2 separate regions of the Danio rerio genome follow, and region 1 is linked to region 2. The links are chromatin contacts, called in public Hi-C maps. All regions are on one chromosome and are shown on one strand. Each heading gives the region's core, a stretch centred on a gene start, on an enhancer-like site or on the middle of the called end of the contact. The rest is flanking DNA. Distances are from core to core; before and after follow the strand shown.

Region 1 (3,834 bases), core at 237-2,736, 48 kb after region 2:
TAAAAAAATATCTATTGCTGGACTATTTAATTTATTATTTTTATTTTGTTTATTCTGTTTTTGTATGCTATTGGATACCCTGCAGGTGCTTGAAGATGTGCTGTTGTTCTGATGTTCTGTATGCTGTTGTTCACGTTAAAATAAATCGGTATTTTAAAATGCAATATTTAATGTGTCAGACACAAAATAGACACGTCAATTATTAATTTTATTTAATAATAATTTAATATTAATCTGACCAGTTAACCGTTATTATTCGGTTATCGAACAGCGCTTGTTGGTTGATAATTAGCATTACTAATGAGCATCCCTTGTACATCTTAAAATATAATTTAAAAATTTGGAAAAAAAAGTTTTTGGACCATTATCGTAAGTTGTTTCATTAGATAAGCTTCAGATTTGGCTTCAGTACTGACAAATCTAATGTAGTATATGCACAAATATAATATTATAAAGCCTCCTATTAAAAATATGAATGTAAAAGATAGATTTGTGAGGGGTGTACTTGTATATGCTGAGCACTGTATATCTTTGCAACAAAATATCAAAATGTCAGATTGTTCCAATATCGTGCAGCCCTAATAGGAATATATTTATATATGTTGTTTTTTTCTATATTAACAAGAAACACAACTTAGTTTCTCTCAACTATCTGCAATCCAACACAATCCACTGACTTTGAATCAGAAAACTAGACTTACTCCAGCCCATTTCATGAGTCTAATGTGTCCTAAAGGAATTCATCATGATAATGATTTATTATTGTTATCATTAGGGTTTCTTCTAGAAAACACACATGATTTATTATTAGTGTTTGTGTATACACGTGCATACACAGGCCATTTTATTGCTATTCGTAATGTATAATAGTCTGCAAATGATTGGATACAAGCGATAAATGCTAGAGTCCCTTAATGAATGTTTCAGAAATGAGAGGTTTGAAAATAAACGTTTTAGTCTTTGACTCTGAGCACAGAACAAGACTGAATGACTCACAGGTTGCTCTTCATTATAATCTGCAGCGAGCGACGGAGCGAGCGTCTCTCAACATACCATTTTCTATAATTACAACAGTCCCTGTGATATGATATATTGAAAGAAAGACAAAGACAGAGTCTGTGTCCGTGCTTTAAGATGAAGGTGAGGAGGAGGAGGGTGAAGGGAAGTTGCTGAAATGTTGAACATCACCCCGTCACTGACCGAGGCTTGTGTCTGATGACATCGGGGGTCAGAGGTCAAAGCGTTCAGATTGTCTCTTCAAAATTGGGGTTTTAGGTTTGGAGTGGTTGTGTGTCGTCCTCTGTACGTCCTTGCACTGAGTGGTAATCAGGTGGAGTAGTTTGTTGAGAACATTCCTCTGTGTGTGTGTGTGTGTGGGTGTGTGTGTGTTTGTGTGTGTGTGTGTGTGTTTGGAGTAGAGTGGGTAATTGTAGGGAGTCTAGAGAGGGCCTGTAATCACCCTGCCCTTAGGAAGGAATGCTGCTCATCTTCTCATCTAATTACACCCATTTAAAGCAGCCTGGCTCCACAGCTCCACTCGGGGAAGGGGGTAGGGTTTTTGTTGGGGGTAAAGGTGCATTAAAGGAACTATTTAAATGCTCTCTATACATGTGAAATAGCCGGATGTTTAGCTATTGCTTGAACGCATATAAAACCTTACTCATGGATACGTGGGTCTAGAACAGGGATGTCCAAACTTGGTCCTGGAGAGCCAGTGTCCTGCATAGTTTAGCTCCAACTTCCTTTAACACACCTGTGTGAAGTGTTTATTTTCTCCTCGTGTTTGCTTGGGTTTCCTTCAGGTGCTCTGGTTTCCCCCACAGTCCATAGAAATGCACTATAAGTGAATTGAATAAATTAAATTGACCCCAGGGTATAAGTGTGTGCATATGAGAATGTATGGGTGTTTCCCAGTGCTGGGTTGCAGCTTCATTCTGCTGCGGTCACCCCTGATAAATAAAGGGACTAAGCTGAAGGAAAATTAATGAATGAATGAGTCATGTTCCATGAAGACAAGCTTAATCTTTGAGTAGTAGTATGCATAGTTTGCACAACTTTATATGAGGTTTTCTCAATATTTAAATTATATCATATTCATCAAATATTTCAGGCCCTAAAAAACATATATCAATGGAAAGCTTCTGTGTTTAGATGATGTAATTTCGTTTTAGGTGACTGGTTTTGTGGTCCAGGGTCTCATTTAAAAAGCAGCATTTTTGGAGTTAACCTGAAAGCAAAATATCCAAACACATAGACATGAATGTGGCACAGGAGCTCGGCTTGACTCCAAGATGAAAAAGGTCTCCCATCCTGATATGACACTGATTAACTATTAATTTTTTTTGTGCTTCTGTCTTTTGCAAAAACAATATTAATAATAATGATAATAATCATAGCTTCTCTTGAGAGAAAGCAAGAAAAGAGAGGCGGCTAATGGAAAATTCAGTGCTGCTCTGTTCCATGGAGATCTGTGTATCAACTAAAGGTCCTCTGGGAGATCAAGTCCATGTGACTAAACGTCATGGCAACCAGCCACACACATGTAGAGCGATCAGCACCAGTGCAACCCTGCATTCAGACACACACACACACACACACACACACACACACATACGTGAGGTGCCCGCTCTTGACTTTGACGTTAAGACCTGTTTGTTTCAGTGACTAAAAAGCACTCACATGATCTCCCTCATTCTTTCTTTCTCCCCCTGATGTTTGTCTGGGGTTGATTGATGATTTAGGGGTCTCTGTCTGTTCTCATGCAGTAGGTGGTGTTGGGGGAGAGAGGTTTGCGCTGTGCAATGGGGCAGTTATTGATGGGGGCTGATAAATGGGCTCAGTGGGGGGTGGCGCCCTCTAGCTGCGCCCCAATACAGAGTCAGCAGCTCAGGAAGAAGAGCACTGATGGCCTCTCCATCTTCACACCATTCCCATGCAATGTGTCCAATACCCAGAAACACTGTAGACACCCACAAACACAAGATTTAAAGGGATAGTTCACTCAAAACTCGACAAATATTGCTCAGAGGACACATAGGAGTTGAATAGACAACTTATTTTGTTATGTTCTCTTAATAAACTGTATGAAATTATTTATTTTTTTATTCATTCATTTATTTTTTTATTTGTTTATTCCATTCATTCATTTTCTTGTCGGCTTAGACCGTTTATTAATCCGGGGTCGCCTCAGCGGAATGAACCGCCAACTTATCCAGCTAGTTTTTACGCAGCGGATGGACCTTCCAGCCGCAACCCATTTCTGGGAAACATCCACACACCCATTTACACTCACACACACTTTTGCCCTTCCAGCCGCAACCCATTTCTGGGAAACATCCACACACCCATTTACACACACACTCGTACACTATGGACAATTTAGCCTACCTAATTCACCTGTACCGCATGTCTTTGGACTGTGGGGGAAACCGGAGCAACCCGGAGGAAACCCACGCGAATGCAGGGTGAACATGCAAACTCCACACAGAAACGCCAACTCAGCCGAGGCTCAAACCAGCGACCTTCTTGCTGTGAGGCAACAGCACTACCTACTGCGCCACTACTTCGCCCTATTTGTTTATTTGTTTGTCAATTTATTTACAAGGTATTTATTATTATTTATTTATTTCTATGCTTAAAATGATTATCATTTAATGGCAAGGCAAAAATAATAATAGATAAATCTTTATACTTTGCAACTTTCTTTCAAACCACACATTTTTACCTATTTGTCCATAATGAATGATTTAAAATAGGGCACAATTAGATGTCAAAACGGATTTTTCATATAGTTAAATAATTCTGAGAAAGCTGTTTAATTTTTTTTTTACAAAT
Region 2 (4,105 bases), core at 716-3,215:
AACCAAAAGCACTATACAAATAAACTTGAATTGAATTTAATGTATTTTTATTTACAATTTTTTTAGCCAGCCACCAGGGTGCGATCAAAATAGTTGTCTTCAATTTTCAGGATCCGTAAGTCACTTGTTTCTCATGTTTAAAGTATGGCATTCATGCAGCGTTCAAGTCCTCCAGAGAATTTAATATCTGCAAGTTGCCAAGTTAGCAATGTACACAAAATCAGTTTTTTTTTAACCCCACATCTACAACATGATTAACAAACAATGTGCATCAGTGGGTTTTTGCTTATTGTTATTATTCAGTTATGAAGGTTCTGCAAGAGTTGTTGTGTACTCTATCATATTGAAATTCCATTCACTGACTTATTCAAAATAAGTACCTCCTTGTGAGTTTGTATTTGTAAAGTTACAGTATATATGCGGCATACAAAAAGTATTATTATTTATTTATTTATTTATTTAGTTAGTTAGTTAGTTAGTTAGTTAGTTAGTTAGTTAGTTAGTTAGTTAGTTAGTTAGTTAGTTAGTTAGTTAGTTGATTGTTTGTTTTACATTTTTTACATACGCATGCATATGTACATACATATTTCAGGAATTTAACATTGAACCTGAAGAAAAATAAAATTAAATAAATAAATAAATACATACATAAATAAACAAACAATCAAAAGTTGTAAGTTCCCAACAATCTTTTTAAAAACGAAAAACATTTACTTTCTCTTGAAAATTTAAATTGTTGTTTGCGGTGCATTTTTAGCTATCTGCTTTAGAAATACCTGCAGATCAGGAACTGCTGCCCTTGCCAGACTCCAAGATGGCCCTGCATAGTAATTGCAGTTCAAACGATTCTGCTTCCGATCCTGGACAGCAGTTTGAATAACCTGTCTAGATTTTAGTTCCTGCTTACACAACCAAAACCAGACAGCTCTGACCGCAGTCTTCTGTAAGGATAACAAAATGAAACAAAGTGGACACAATGGACAATCAGCCTGTATTCAACTTCTGAATGGACTCGGAAAGCACATGTATGAACTGTCGCCCTCTTGTGGTGGTCTCAACAAGAAGTTCATTAATGCACTGAACCTGACTAAAATATGCTGGGAGGCATGACTGTGAATTGTGATAGTGTTACTAACACTAATCCTGAAACTAACATTAACACATCATAATCATCCGTCATTATCAAACCACCCTTAATTAATCATAATTACAGTAGATCTGTATTAAAGACATAATTACATGCTAAAGGTCAAAAGAATGTAGCTAATTCTCACCAGAATCCTTTATATTGCTTTCTAAATACGTTTTCTTTTGTAAATAAATAATTATAATAATAATTTATAATAATAATAATAATAATAATAATAATAGTAACAATAATAATTTAAAAGTCTAATGATAATATTTATATATAAATGCCAAAGTACTGCAGCTCACACTACATTAATAAACCAATATGCCTATTTAAATTACTCCATAATTTCTGTTTTGCTATAATAATTATTATTTTAAGAAAAAAATATGAATGTTTGTCCTTTCCCCGAATCCCTTAATCCGCCTCCGGGATTTCTGTGTTTCCATTCACATCTCTATTGGCGTCCCTGTTCTCCAGCGCTCAGTGTGGCTCAGTGAAGGTTGATGATTGGCTGATGGGAGATGAGAGTCTGGAGGCTCGCGCTTCATACCCGTGTCCGTGTGTTTACACTCAGTTCTCGAGATCCAGACGAGCGGCAGCGTCAGGACTATGGCGCTCCACAGATAGCAGCGGACATCTCACAACGATGGCATTATGCTTAACGCTTACGGACAACTTTTTCTTCTCGCCGCTACAGGAATAAAAGCTGCCAAGTACTTTTGTTTTCGCTTTATCCACTGTTTTCAGAGAGAAACGCGTTCTTTGTTTCAGTGGAGTTGTAAGTGAGATGAACTTTACGCTGGTTGATGCGTTTCACTACGGACGGGGTCTGCGATGTGCCTGAGCGAACATTTGGTGAAACTGTAGCTTTTACACATTTTGGGGAAAGTTCTGGACCAGGTTTCTATTAAAAACCACCACGGTGCAGCCTGTTTTTATAAGTTTGTAAAGTTCGAGGAGGAACCCGTCTCCATATTTCACACTATTTGAAGTATCCTTCACGGAGGATTCAGCGAGGCTTCAGCCGACTGGAGCGAGAGCACCTGGGGGGCGTTTGGCAGTAGCGTGACCGGGTGAAGATGCTCTCAACGTGGATACACCGCGACCAGTCTCCCGCCTCCCTGCTCGGTTTACTTCTACTCAGCTCAACCTTAGTAATACATGCAGGTACGAGCCGGTTAAATGTAACGCTTAATATTAAACACTTCCTTATACTTTCAGAATGAAACGTACGGGAAAACAGAAGTGCGTTATCAACTCACGTAGCCTTCACTCACACACACACCCAAAAACACAGATAAGTTTGGAGATAATAAGGTCGTCACTCAGGATATTGGTCGACTATTGAGAATAAATGATGCCTTTTGATTCTCTTCAGAAATAAGCAGATGACTCATAGGTCGCTTACAGTATGCTTTTTAGACCTAATTCTTTATAATATTCCATAAAAGCCTGCTACAACCTTCCACGAGAATCATGGAGGAAAAATCCATTCAGTAATGGCTTTTGTTGATCCACTTTGCTAAATGTCTTTATGCATTATCTTTGAATTATAACAGGTGGCACTGTTCATTTTAAATATTAAACTCATATAGAGTCTATCTATCTATCTATCTATCTATCTATCTATCTATCTATCTATCTATCTATCTATCTATCTATCTATCTATCTATCTATCTATCTATCTATCTATCTATCTATCTAGAGTTGTAAGGCAGTGTAATAGGTAATAATAACTAAGAATCTGATGAAGGGATGTGACTGCTGCATGTGCACTCATCTCTCTCTCCCTTCAGAGAGGAAATATTCTGTTGATCTCCTCTCTTTCTGCTTGCCGTGCTGAGCTTCCAAGCAGCGGATAAAAAGCAGAACCCCTGGTGTTCTTGGAGTAATTAAGGTTTAGCTCAATGCCTTCCTGGCTCCTGAAAGACAGAAAAAATAAACCTAGTAAAAAAGGGAAACAACATCTGAGGGAAAGCAGAGATAGTGAATTCTGAATTATAGTGTGCAGCTTAAAAATCCATTCCTGTCTGTTATTTTGCTTTTCTGATTGATGTAGCTTAGGGTTACGTTTAGCACATGAACTTGATTAGGAGCTGGTAGAAGTTTCTTTGTCTTTTTAAAAGTGGGGAATAAAGAATTTAATGCAAAAGTAGTTTATTTTTTCAAACAAAGTTTAAAAGTTGATTCTTCCCAATGACTTTAGAATAGTTTGGATGTAACAAAATTACATTGTCAGCAACGGCTGCACTGCAGGTTCATCAGAAAATCATACTGAAAACGATCTAATAAAATAACCAAACCATTTGCTGACACATCTGACAAGTTCAAGATATTATTTCCCATACAGAGGAGAAATATTCACGAGCAGATCATGTTGTGATGTGTTATTGTTTCTGCATGAAGGCTAGCTTACCTTCTGTCTGACCTTAGAAGTGACGGGAAGCAATGAAGCGGGAAAGAAATCTCTCTCCCTCTCTGCACTATGGCCACATATGTAATCAGATTGACACAGAAGTGCACATTTGAAGGGTTTAGTAGATTGGTTTTCCAATGGGAAAGAGAAATTGGAAAGAAAAGGGACAGGATGATTTAACTTCAGACATGGAAACGGGTGTGTATTGTAGTTTAAGTGTCCTTTCTTATAATAAACTACTCACAGAAGAGTCTATTATAGAAAAAACCCAACAGTTTTATATAGATGCATCTGGGACATTTAGCAGTTGCCTAAAAGTAATTTAAAGGGGATAGTTTTACCAAAAATGAAAATGAGTTCACCATTTATCCTCACCAGTGTGCTTTCAAACCTTTATGACTTTCTTTTCTCTGTTGAAAAAAAAAAAAAAAAAAAAAAGATATTTTAAAGAAGCCTGAAAATCTGTAATAATTGACATATATAGTATGAAAAACAAATACTATGGAAGTAAAAGGTTACAGGTTTCCAACATTTTTCAAAATATCTTCCTTTG

What was found. Hi-C and Micro-C count contacts between places; a contact is called where the count stands out from the background.
Region 1: a Hi-C map of embryo shows a contact between it and region 2, with 1.7 times the contacts expected there. The contact joins the enhancer-like site here to the promoter of unc5b in region 2. A contact is called at or near these places in 1 of 18 Hi-C or Micro-C datasets (embryo) and 1 of 4 datasets of contacts at active chromatin or transcription factors (gastrula embryo).

What each region holds. Positions count from the first base shown.
Region 1 is chr13:32,563,630-32,567,463 of GRCz12tu, forward strand. The region is part of intron 1 of unc5b (unc-5 netrin receptor B); the gene reads left to right. Among named protein-coding and RNA genes, the nearest start is that of unc5b, 49 kb to the left of the region's middle. Within about 2 kb of position 1,487, at least 8 of the 62 cell types and tissues checked have an H3K27ac peak or open chromatin away from gene starts, as enhancers often do. A contact at or near this core is called in gastrula embryo, where this site is marked.
Region 2 is chr13:32,514,741-32,518,845 of GRCz12tu, forward strand. unc5b (unc-5 netrin receptor B) reads left to right here and starts at 1,966. Exons shown (of 17, transcript NM_001111149.1): 1 at 1,966-2,302. The coding sequence starts at 2,215.